Linked DNA regions of Rattus norvegicus: region 1 is linked to region 2. Evidence: chromatin contacts called from public Hi-C data. All regions are on one chromosome and are shown on one strand. Each heading gives the region's core, a stretch centred on a gene start, on an enhancer-like site or on the middle of the called end of the contact. The rest is flanking DNA. Distances are from core to core; before and after follow the strand shown. Region 1 holds the start of Stox2 (storkhead box 2). Region 2 has its middle 59 kb from the start of Stox2.

Region 1 (5,355 bases), core at 1,527-4,026, 57 kb after region 2:
TTTGGTATATTAAAAATTTTAAACCAGTTGACATATCTGAGTGGGAAAGACTTCAGCTCAAATCTTCCCAAGTGTTTGGTAGCCTTTCCTAGCTACCTAGTTAGAACACTGAGCAACAATGACTAGAACAAGACGTCCCTACCGTCTGGGGTGCACACTTCTGTGCCTCTGACATTCACTCAATGGTGACAAATCTGACAATTTTAAGTGATTTAAAACTTAAAGGAGAATCTCAGTCAAACTTCTTACAATTATCCATGTTAACAAGTCTAAAAACAATGACACAATGGAAGTCAAGTCACAAAACAGAGCTAATTAGTATTCATGATCTCATGCATAAATCTAATATACAAATGCTTCTTAAGCTCGACTTAAAAACTTTAATTTTAGAAAATGGACTCACTTAGACATTGTTATGTGTACAAGTGTGCAGTGTGTTTATGTATATGTATCTGTGTATGCCTATAAGTGTGTGTACATGTGTACATGGATTTGTGTACCTGTGTGTTTTTGTGGGTGGGGTTGGGAGTGAATGCACAGTGTATGTGTACATGTGGGTGGAGGCCAGAGGCTCATTTTAGGTATTAATCAGGTGCTGTCCTTTTTTTTTTTTTAAGACAGTGTCTCTGGTCTGACGTGGATCTGATCTGACACAATCTCTGTTTGTGTCTGGCAATCTCTGATTATGACAGACTGGCTGACCTGGGAGCCACAGAGATGCTCAAGTCTCTGCCCCTCTGGTGCTGGATTTGCAAGCCTGCGCCTGGTCTCTCTCTCTCTCTCTCTCTCTCTCTCTCTCTCTCTCTCTCTCTCTCTTTCATGTGGGTTGTGGTTTTTATAACTCAGCTCCCCATTCTCCTGACTGAACTGTCTCCCTGGCAATTAAAATCTAGTTGTGACTTTCCCAGCTTGAATATTGGGGTTCCCAACAACGGTCTGACTTGGTGACTAGTTCATGACTAGGATATGACGCTATTGTCCTAGGAGGGCTTGGAGCTTAGAAGTTGTGGCTAGGGATCCAGGGATCACATGAACAAAGCAGTCTTTGCCACAGCACAGGCGGACGGATGTGCTGAACCTGACTTTCACAGTGGCTGTACTCATCTGTTTCTTCGGATGACCATTGCACATTGTTAGCTGACGTGGGTGAGTCAGCTACTGACAGTGGTGGGGGTGGGTGGTGGGGGGTGGCAGCAGCTATCATCTGGGTTCTGAGAGCCCTGGCATATTTACTGGCTGCTTGGCCACTGGATGCTCTCACCTCCCTGCTAGTTCTGTTGTCACAAGTGGCTGAGACAAATAGCTCTCCTCTTCAGATATACACCAACCCACTCATCCTTTCTTTCACAGAGGGAACATGAAAGCTTTTCTTTTTTACATACTACATGTAATTCCCAACCACCCCCCACCTTATATCACACCCTCTAAACTTCTTCTACATAGAAATTATAAAATTATGGCTGGATTTTTGCTTTGAGCCCTTCTGTGGCCCCCAGTCCATCAAGAGTAGAAAATAAAACCTTGAACATGACCAGCAAGTTCCTGCATGATCTTCTCCCCCTCTCTCTATGACCTCATCGCCCACAGCTTTCTTGTTCAGCTCCAGCTCCAGCCACACTGGCCCCTTCTTGCATTTCTTCCAACAGAAACCAAGACTCATTTCGACTTCTGGACCTCTGCACCCTTCCCATGGCCCTCGCACTATCTCCTTTACTCTTTGAGCCCCGGCTCCCGGCACACCCCATACAGGTTAAGGTGTGAGGGATGCTTCACACAACGTGGCACAAATTCTGGCTTTAACTCAGCCTTCTGCATTTCTTTTCTACTAGACCATTCATTGCATGGGACCATCTTTGGTATTTTGCCTACTTGATCTGCCCAGGGGATGAATATCAAAGTTGTCACATGATCACCGTCGGTCTGAAGTCATAATTACTGCCAACATTTGTGCGACCATTTTAGCTTCCTGAGAATTGTTGTCGATTTGAGATATCTGACCGTCAACAACTCCCATTCGTGAGAACATTAACAAACACCAACTCTATGGCCCTTTGCACACTGGTTCTTCTAAACCAGTCCTTTTTTCAGTTCCTTGCCATTTTAGCCAACGGTGCCTTTTAAGGGCCTGTCTTGAGTTTAAAAGGAGGTCGCTGAACATTAGCTAATAGGTTTGTAGTTGGTAATTAATATTGCTTGATGTAGTTATGGGTTTTATTTGCGATTTGTGGCTTTTTATCCCCGCCCCCTTGGTATCCACAGAGAGGTTATTCTGGCTGTGCATTACCAAGATACTACTGGAGATGGATGATGGCCTGTCTTCTAGATCTCATTGCTTTTCTGCCTCCTGGGTGTCTTGCCAGAGCGTCCCGTAATCTTAACTCTTTAGGGCCCTCCGACTGCTCAGCACATGTCTCCATGAAGGCTTCCCATTGCTGGCTCTGCATCTTGTCACCCATCAGCGTGGAATGCCACCTTTAAAATGATTGGGAACGTCTCGTTGTCACAGATGCATTAAAAAAAAAAAAAAAAAGCTCAAACGGGAAATGACAGATCACCTCCAGAGGCAATCAGGTTTATTCTCCTTGTTTATGGCTCAAAACGCATTTTTGGCAACCCAAATGGGGAGGTGAGAGTGGTGGATAAGAATGGGAGTGGCGGCGCGTGGCGCGGCTGGCGGCCAGGCCGGGCGCCTTTAACTCGGCGTGACCTCGCGTCTGGCCCGCGCCCCCTCCTCCGCGCGCACCGCTGTCCTGCAGCGATTGGTGCTTGGACCATAAACAGCTGTGCAGGGCCCGGCGGTGCAGAGGCCCCGGGCCCGCCAGCGCAGCAAGGCCACTGGGGAGTGACTTCCACTCAGGATCGCGGAGGGCGCAGGCCGTTGGCGCGTGGCAGTCGGCGTGGGCCTGGCGTCCCCGCGCGTTCGCGGCGCCCCGTGTCTCCGGCTGGGCGCAGGTGGGCCAGGCCGGGCGCCGCAAATCGGCGCGTTCCCACGAAGGCTAGCCCTCGGAGCGAGGGGGAGGGACCATCGGAAAGACGTGGAACGATCCGCGCGGTGTCATCCGCAGGGCCCAGGCCCCGCGCCACCGCCGCCGTCGCCGCCGCCGTCGCCGCCGCTGGGGCTTGGCTGCGGGGATCCACGCAGAGCCTCCGCGCAGCCCCGAGATTAGCATGACACTGGGTAGCCATCCCGCTTCCGGCGGTGCCAGAGCGCAACGCGCTAGTCCCCGAGCCGCGATGGCCCCGCGCGGGGGCCGATCGCCGGGCTCCGCGGCCGCCGCGGCCCGTGAGTAGGAGTATGCCTGCGGCGGGGGACCCACGCGTGTCGGCACGCGCCCCCACCCTCCCGCGCCCCCGCCAGCCTTGGAAGGAGGAAGCCTGACGCCACGCCGCGGTCGCCAGCACCCAACCGGGCTCTTCCTGCGTTGTCGCAGCGGCGGTCCCGGTGCTCCCGCGCGCCCCCCGTTCGAGCCTCTGGAATGAAGACTGACTCCCGAGGACTGCGAGAGAGAAGCAGAGGCAGCGGGCGCTGGAGACTGCGGGCCTCGCGGCTGGAAGGTCCGGGGGGACGCGACTCGGACGCTGTCATCCCCACGCCTCGCGCTGAAGCCTCCTAGTGCGGTTGGGGCTGCCGCCCACCGGTCAAGCTGCCGGGGCGTGCGACCCGGGGTCGGCCCCCAGAGGCCTCGGCTTCCTCATTTGTTTGGGTCTTTTGTGCTGTGGCGCACAGTTGGCTAAGCACTCCTGCGCTGAATCGGGCCATTGTCTGCGCTCCCATTGCTTCCACGCTGCAAGTCTCGGCGCCCCCACCCCGGCCGCCCCCTCCCGGACGCCGAGCCTCCCAACGTGCCTTCCCCCCCAGGAATCTGGAAGCTGAAAGCCCGGCGGATTGCAAATGAAGTGGAATGCATTGTGGGACGAGTGTAAAATCCGAGCCTTCTCCGTGGGGGTGTGGGGGGGCGTGGGGAGGGCCGGACCTGCCGCCGGCGGTGTAGACACCGAGGAGAAGAGGGTCTGGGGAAAAAAAATGTGCGCAGAGTCCTCCCGGGTCGTGGCCGCGGTAGACGGATGAAGCTGCGCGCTGCGCCCTGGCGCTGAGGCCCTACTATTGGGGCACCAGGGTCGCCCTTCCCCACCATGAAGAAGACCCGGAGCACAACCTTGCGGCGAGCCTGGCCTAGCTCGGATTTCTCGGACCGGGCCTCGGACCGCATGAGGTCCCGCAGCGAGAAGGACTACCGCCTGCACAAGCGCTTCCCCGCGGCCTTCGCGCCCCAGGCTTCTAGGGGTTACATGACATCAGGTTGGTTACCACGGTTCAGCCGCCGGCTGTGATCGGTGCGCCGCAGCCAGTTGGGGGCTCGGGGTAGAGGACCTGCGGTGATGGATGTGCCGAGTTATGGGGAGAGCAGGGAAAAATTAGCTCCCATCCACCATTTTGTACCTCTGCAAGATCCACAGCAGGCCCTCCCAATATGGGGTTGGAGAGCTATTCGGTAGGTAAAATCGGGGAGGGGGATCGAGCCGAGCATCTGGTCTGCAGGGAGATAGGATGTCTGCAGCCTTCCCTGAGCTTTGTGAAAGGCGAGCCTGAGTCCAGGGTTGCCCGCAGTACCAGGTTCGCCTGTGCCTGCCTGCATTATGGCCAGTTACCTTAGAGGGTATTTAAACACCCCTCCCCCCTTTTAAAAAAAGAACAGGTTCTCTGCACCGTTCTGGAGATTCACAGGCTGGGGAAAGCTGTCGGTCTGAGGCTGGTTCAATTTGTAAGCAGGAGCTCGACTGTGGAGCTCATTGAATGCTTGGGGAGGAGGTTGTAGTGTGTTTGCATATGGAACGCTCGCACAATTGCGCGTGGACTTAGCCTAGGTTGCATCAGTGCTGTGGATGGAATGGAGGCTGTATCGTGTTTTGCATGCCGGATGGGAAAGACAAACACAATGGTCGTAGAACTGAAGGCTTCAAAATAGGTTTCTTGTGGAAAAAGCGAGAGGTGACTGTTCTGAGCCTCCTTGAATGAATCCCATTCACTGGCTTTGCTTTCTGGCTTGTGGATGCTGTACCGGGATGCTGGGGGGGGCGCGGGGGGGGGTAGGAGGATGGGGGGTGGGGATCCTGCGAACCTTGCATTTTGTGCTCCTTACAAGTAAGGGTGTGAAAATGTTTTCATTCTGGAAAGAATTTGCTTTTAAATGCGATGTAATGGATCAGTGGAGAGTATTCCGAAACCAAGCCCTTATACCAAATCACCCTAAACCCTGTCTTAACTGGGGAGATTGTTTTAAGCTTGTGGTTACTTACACCCAAGCTTTACTTTCTCCCCACACGGCAAATCCTTTTAAATTGAGGTCAGTATCT
Region 2 (5,604 bases), core at 3,067-5,566:
GCTTTGATATAAATCTTCAGCTTGTCACACACAAGGATGACTTGGGGCAGCTTCAGGGAGTCCAGAGGGCCATTTTTGGTTTTTCCTGGGTCACCCTGACAAGGTTCAGCAGAGTTTTTCTATAGGGATGTGCCCTGTGGAGATATTCTGAATGTGAATCCTGGGGTCCCCCACAGACTAGTCACGGGGTATCACCCTTCATCTCAACTGAAGGGCAGGCTGGAGATCTCCCTGCAAATGCCTTGTCTGAAAGCCATCCATATTCCCCAATGCCTGTCCCTTCCTGGTCAATGGTGGGGTGGCTTTAAGTTAGCTGCTGTGGATGGAGGTATTCCAAAGACTAATGGAAGATGGAGCTAGGTTATTTCTCTAGGCTCATCTGTTTCTTCTCTAGAGGTTCTGACAAACACCGACCTGAAGCAGTTTAAGGGAGGAAGGGTAGATTTCAGTTCAAGATTCATGGAGAGACAGCACATCATGACAGGGAAAGGCATGGCAGCAGAAGCGTCACACAGACCTATTGGTCACTCTCAGCTCAGCTCCATTTCCCGTTTCTTATTCATCCCTTGACTCCAGCCTGTGGAGTCACCCATGTTCACGACAAGCCACTTTTCAGTTAAGACTGTCTAGAACCATCCCCATAGGCAAACCCGGAATCTGTGGTGATCCTAAGTCCTGTCAGGCTGACGGTGAAGATGAGCCGTCAGACTGATGCTATCAAGAACGGTCCATGGGAAGTCCTGGAGTGGCTCTGTTCTCCCGAGGGCGCTGGGGTTTACATGGAGCCGTATGGAGTGTAATTAGAGAAGGCTATAATTAGAGCTCAACTGTGTGGCTCGGAGGACAGGGAGGAAGGACAGACAGGCTGTTCTCCTGTAGCAGTTCTGTCTACTTCAGTGGTGGCCCAGTGCAGGCCAGATGTGGCTGTGACCTCAACACCCCATCAGTGGCTTGTTATTGTTTGGAGTCCTAGTTTCTCTTGCTTTGGAAAGGCCTACTTGTTAAAGGCTTGGTCACCAGTCTCAAGTGGAGCATTGGGGAGGAAGTTAGATCATTGTGGGTGTGCCCTAAAAAAACGCAATAGGACCCCAGTCACTTCCCTCTCCGTTTTGTTTTGTTTTGTTTCCTGGCCACTTTATTTCTCCATATACTTCCTGCCATGGCGTTGTGCTTCACCATAGGCCCCAGAGCAATCAAGGACCAACAGAATGTGATGCGGGAACCCTGAAACCATGAGCCACAGTTCTAGTCACTTTTTTTCTTCCTCACAGTCGTTTGCCTCAGGTTTCTTGTCCTAGTGCTGGGTAAATGACCAACGTTTGCCCTGACTGATCTTTTCCTCGAGCTATACTGTTTCCTATGTCTTCACCACACAACCTAAAAGATGACCTTTTCTCTCATCCATCTCTGCATTGTTTAAGCTTCTAGGCATCAAGCTAAAGAGTGATATTTTCCTCAGATCACTCTCTCCCACATGCGCACACCCTTAAAATCATGAACTGTTTTCTCGACCCTGTCTCCTCTGGTCTGTCTTCCACTGTCTCCTCTGGTCTGTCTTCCACAGTGGCTGTCATCGCCATCTTTTTCTGTTTCCAGGTTCTCATTCTTTGGCCTCAGGAGAGTTGTGCTTCTCTTGTTTGCATCTGTGCCATTGGCTTCTTCCACACAGAGCTGTGTTTCCCAAATTCAGTCTCACATGACCAGATCGTGTGTCACAGATGGTGACAACCCATCCTTCTTGCTGTATCAGCTCTCGTCTAGAGGATTCTGTCACTCAGTAATCAACCACGTATTGAGTACCGCCCTGCAGAATGCTGGAGTGCCAGGAGACCATCTCCACACAGACTGAAGGGACCCTCTAGGTGGAGTATGGCCTCCTCTGGAGACTGGTGGAGGGAGGGCTGCCCGAGCCAGCACCTGATTCTTCAGTCCTTTTGGCCCCTCACCTCTCTCTGGCACTCCAGTGACCTGTTACTAATTCTAAGCTAGGTGTAAGAGTAAGCAGGCATTTTCCCCTTCATGCTAAACCCCCCCCCTCCCCAACAAACACATACACACTGCTCCATGTGGAGGGTGACCAGCACTCCAGCTGGGCGTCACCCAGGATTTTCAGACGTCCTCTTCAGTTCCTCAGTTAGCCACCCACCTCTGTCAGCTAGCTCTTCCTCCGTAATTACACTAAACCCTACCTCTTACTTTCTCTTTCCTTCACCGCTGCCTGCGGCCAAATCCTACCCACCTTATTCCTGTTTAGTATTTATAAATGGGCTGTTTACTTATTCAGGGAAGAATAAAAATTATTTTATTCAGATAAAATCCCATTGGTGCTTTGATAATTATTCTTCCAGATTTTTCCATGGTATCTATCTACCTATAATTCTCATACAAGCCATCTTAGGAACCGTGACTATGTCTTCTATGTTACCTGTAGTCCGATTTTGTTTTTCTGCTTCTGTAGATATAATTGTTATGGCTTTTCATGACTGGACTGTGTGATGATTTGATCTCTTGGCCTGTATGCTAATTCTGAGTATTCTGTACAGCACTGCCAGTCATAAAGTTTCACGATTCTTGCTCCTCATAAACCCAAATGTAGGTAGCTCCCTTTGCCTCCCACCTATACAGACAGGCCTGTGGCTAACCTTCCCCAGTCTTCATCATGTCTTTGCTCAGTCCGATGAAAATCTATTCTTGTGGGTACAGTTGCTGATTAAGCTACCTTTGCTTCCCCTCATACTGTAATTGTTCAGGAAGGTTGGGGTGTGGCGGGACTGTCCCGAAATCTCAGCTTCTTGCTCAGTGACTCACTCCTTGGTATTCATTCCCCCAGAGTCATTCATAGGTGTTCTTGCTCCTGGAACCACCATGTGACCCAAGTGTTGCCTGGCAGTCCCTTGCTGCCACTAGAGCCAGAGAAGTGGTGAGAGAGCCCGGAGTACAGGGCGACAAGCTGTTCAGACTCACCTAGGTTAGCTGACGTCAGAGGGCTTGAGAGCGGGCTAGATGATCTGCTAGGGGGATGCAGGGTGGCCCCAGGGGCAGAGAAGACCAGAGAAGCCTGAACTGGAGACCAAAGAGGTGGTGTGGGCAGAGAGGAATAGCTTAGGTGGTAACAAAGGGGTTGCCTGAGTCCTGAGTTTTTAGTTCACAGAAGACACAGTTTAAAAAGTTAGGCGAGGTGCTCCTGCTTGCTAGCCAGAGCTGAGAAAGGGAGGCAGGCAGCCTATAGGGTATGTGTATAGTATACACATACCTCAATGTATATGTATACTATAGTATATAATGTTCATATATACACACACATACATGTATATATACATATGTATATGTATATGTATATGTAAATATATATGAATATGAATAGTGCCTGAGGAATGAATCCCAAAGTTGTTCCCTGGTCTTCACATGCACTCACCCCTGTGCACACATGCATACACATTTCTGGACATGCTCAGACGAGCATGTATGCACATCTCCCCCCTTACAGAAGGCGCGACATGGTAGAAGTCCACTGAAAGCAGAAGCAATCTTGTCACTGTTCATCAAAGGGAGCGATGAGGTGGCAGGTCCGGAGGGTCGAAGGCCTCACAAGGCTGCCTCCTGCCTTCCTTCAGATTGGCTCAGTTAGGCAAACTAAAAGCCAAGGCCCATATGACTAGCTTGGCCTTTGTCCCCAGGGGCTCACCGTTGAAAACTGTGATCAATTCCCATATTTTTATGACTATGATATTACTAGCCAAATCTTGAAACTCAGGTGTCACTAGGGCAATCCCAATTATTTTATTAAGCTGATTTTTTTTTATACTCAACCTGTCTATATCCAAAACTTCCTTTTCCTCCTCTGAGTATTCTTTCCAGGCCAGATTAGCTCGTGCCAGCAAAAATTCTCGAGCTCCAGTGTATGCGCATGCGTGTATTCATGTATGCGCATGCGTGTATTCATTTGTTATGTGTCCATATCTTAAAGCCTGTAAAAACACTACTTTATGTAGCGACGTATGTATAGTGAGATTGTGGACGCCTTTGGCTGTTTAAGGATAGTCTGTAATTCTGCAATTAAATATTGGTGTCCCTTTAAAGCCACATTCCTGTTTGCTGACGTCTGTACCCGTTTTGGTTGGAGTTCACCGCGTTTCCCAATCAGAGAAAATAACTTGCTTCAGCGTTTGAATAAAGACACAAGGAATTATTCAAGCTTCACAAATAGAATCCTGGTGTTTGAAGCCGTGGGGGACCTTCCATTTGGCCAGGCCTAGTCATTATATAGAAAATGACCCAGAGGCACTCGAAGGTGAAGCAATTTGCCTAAAATGACACAACTAATTAGCAGCACAGGCAAAACTCAAATCCAGGACTTCTGGCTTTCATTCTGGTGACCTTCCCACCATCCCGTGTAGCCTGCTAGTTTGTGAGAAAGAAAAAAATGAGAGAGGGGGAGGGGTAAGAGAGAAAAGTGAAAAAGAAAAGAATTGGGGGCTTGAGCGGACCCTATTGCTTTCATTCTCATTCGTCCTTATAGAGCGGGGAAAATCCCAGTGCACTATAAAGGAAACATTTAAAAACGTATTAGGGCGCTGATGAAAATTAAGACCAGGGATATTTGTGATATGCTAATTAGAAAGTATCTCATTATGCAGGAGACAGGGAACTTGGCAGAGGGTGACGCTATTCAGAGTAACTTCAAAGGTGAGATAAAAAGGGTGTTCTTTTTATTTATTTGATAATGTGTGGCTGCCATCAAATTTCTGATAGGCTCTGACACTTTTATAATAAAACCCAGAGAAACTGGGGGAACCTGTCAGACACTTGGAAGGAAGAGCAAAGGCTTCATTGCCACCCCAGGCTCCTCGGGTAGAAGATGGGTCTTTTCTGAACTGCCAGGTTTCTTCCTGTGGAGACACGTCCCTGCCACCATCAGTTGTCTGGAATGGGATCGGACTTTGGCAGCCGTGTTAATCACTCCAAGGTGACCTCCTGTTTCAAGAAACAAATCCTTTTCATTTGTTGTTGTGGTGTGCTAATCTACCATGGAAGTCTTTTTTCTTTTTTTTGGAGGGGAGAAATTATTACAAAGCAAATCTCTCTCCACAACTGCTTCCAGATCATCCCAGAACTGGAAATATTGTTTCTTTCAGAGTTTTCTTTTTTCTTTTCTTTTTGTCAACTATACTTTATTGAAACTAGAAAGGGATATTTTTTTAAAAAATTTAATTTATTTATTCACTTTACAACCCAAAATTAGTCCTTCCTCTCCTCCCAGTACCCCCCTCATGCAAGGCCTCCCCTCATTCTACCTCCCCCTTCTCTTTTGAGAAGGGGAACCCCTCTCTGGGTGTCAAAACACACACACACACACACACACACACACACACAAAGTTGCTGTGGTACTAGGCATATCCTCTACTACTGAGGCCAGACAAGGCTGTTCATTTATAGGCATGGGATCCACAGGGGGAAGGCAACAGGCTCAGGGACAGCCCCTGCTCCGGCTGTTTGGGGGACCCGCGTGAAGACCACGCTGCTCATCTGCTACATATGTGCAGGGAGCCTAGGTCCAGCCCGTGTTTAGTGTTTGGTTGGCGATTGAGTCTCTGGGAACCCACA

The links. A called contact is a pair of places that touch in the nucleus more often than the background predicts.
Region 1: a contact with region 2 is called in a Hi-C map of frontal cortex, with 1.9 times the contacts expected there. The contact joins the promoter of Stox2 here to the enhancer-like site in region 2. A contact is called at or near these places in 2 of 12 Hi-C or Micro-C datasets (frontal cortex and hepatocytes).

What each region holds. Positions count from the first base shown.
Region 1 is chr16:51,704,436-51,709,790 of GRCr8, forward strand. Stox2 (storkhead box 2) reads left to right here and starts at 2,777. Exons shown (of 4, transcript NM_001134863.1): 1 at 2,777-4,300. The coding sequence starts at 4,135.
Region 2 is chr16:51,645,810-51,651,413 of GRCr8, forward strand. It overlaps a transcript of Stox2 not described here. Among named protein-coding and RNA genes, the nearest start is that of Stox2, 59 kb to the right of the region's middle. Within about 2 kb of position 4,317, at least 17 of the 93 cell types and tissues checked have an H3K27ac peak or open chromatin away from gene starts, as enhancers often do.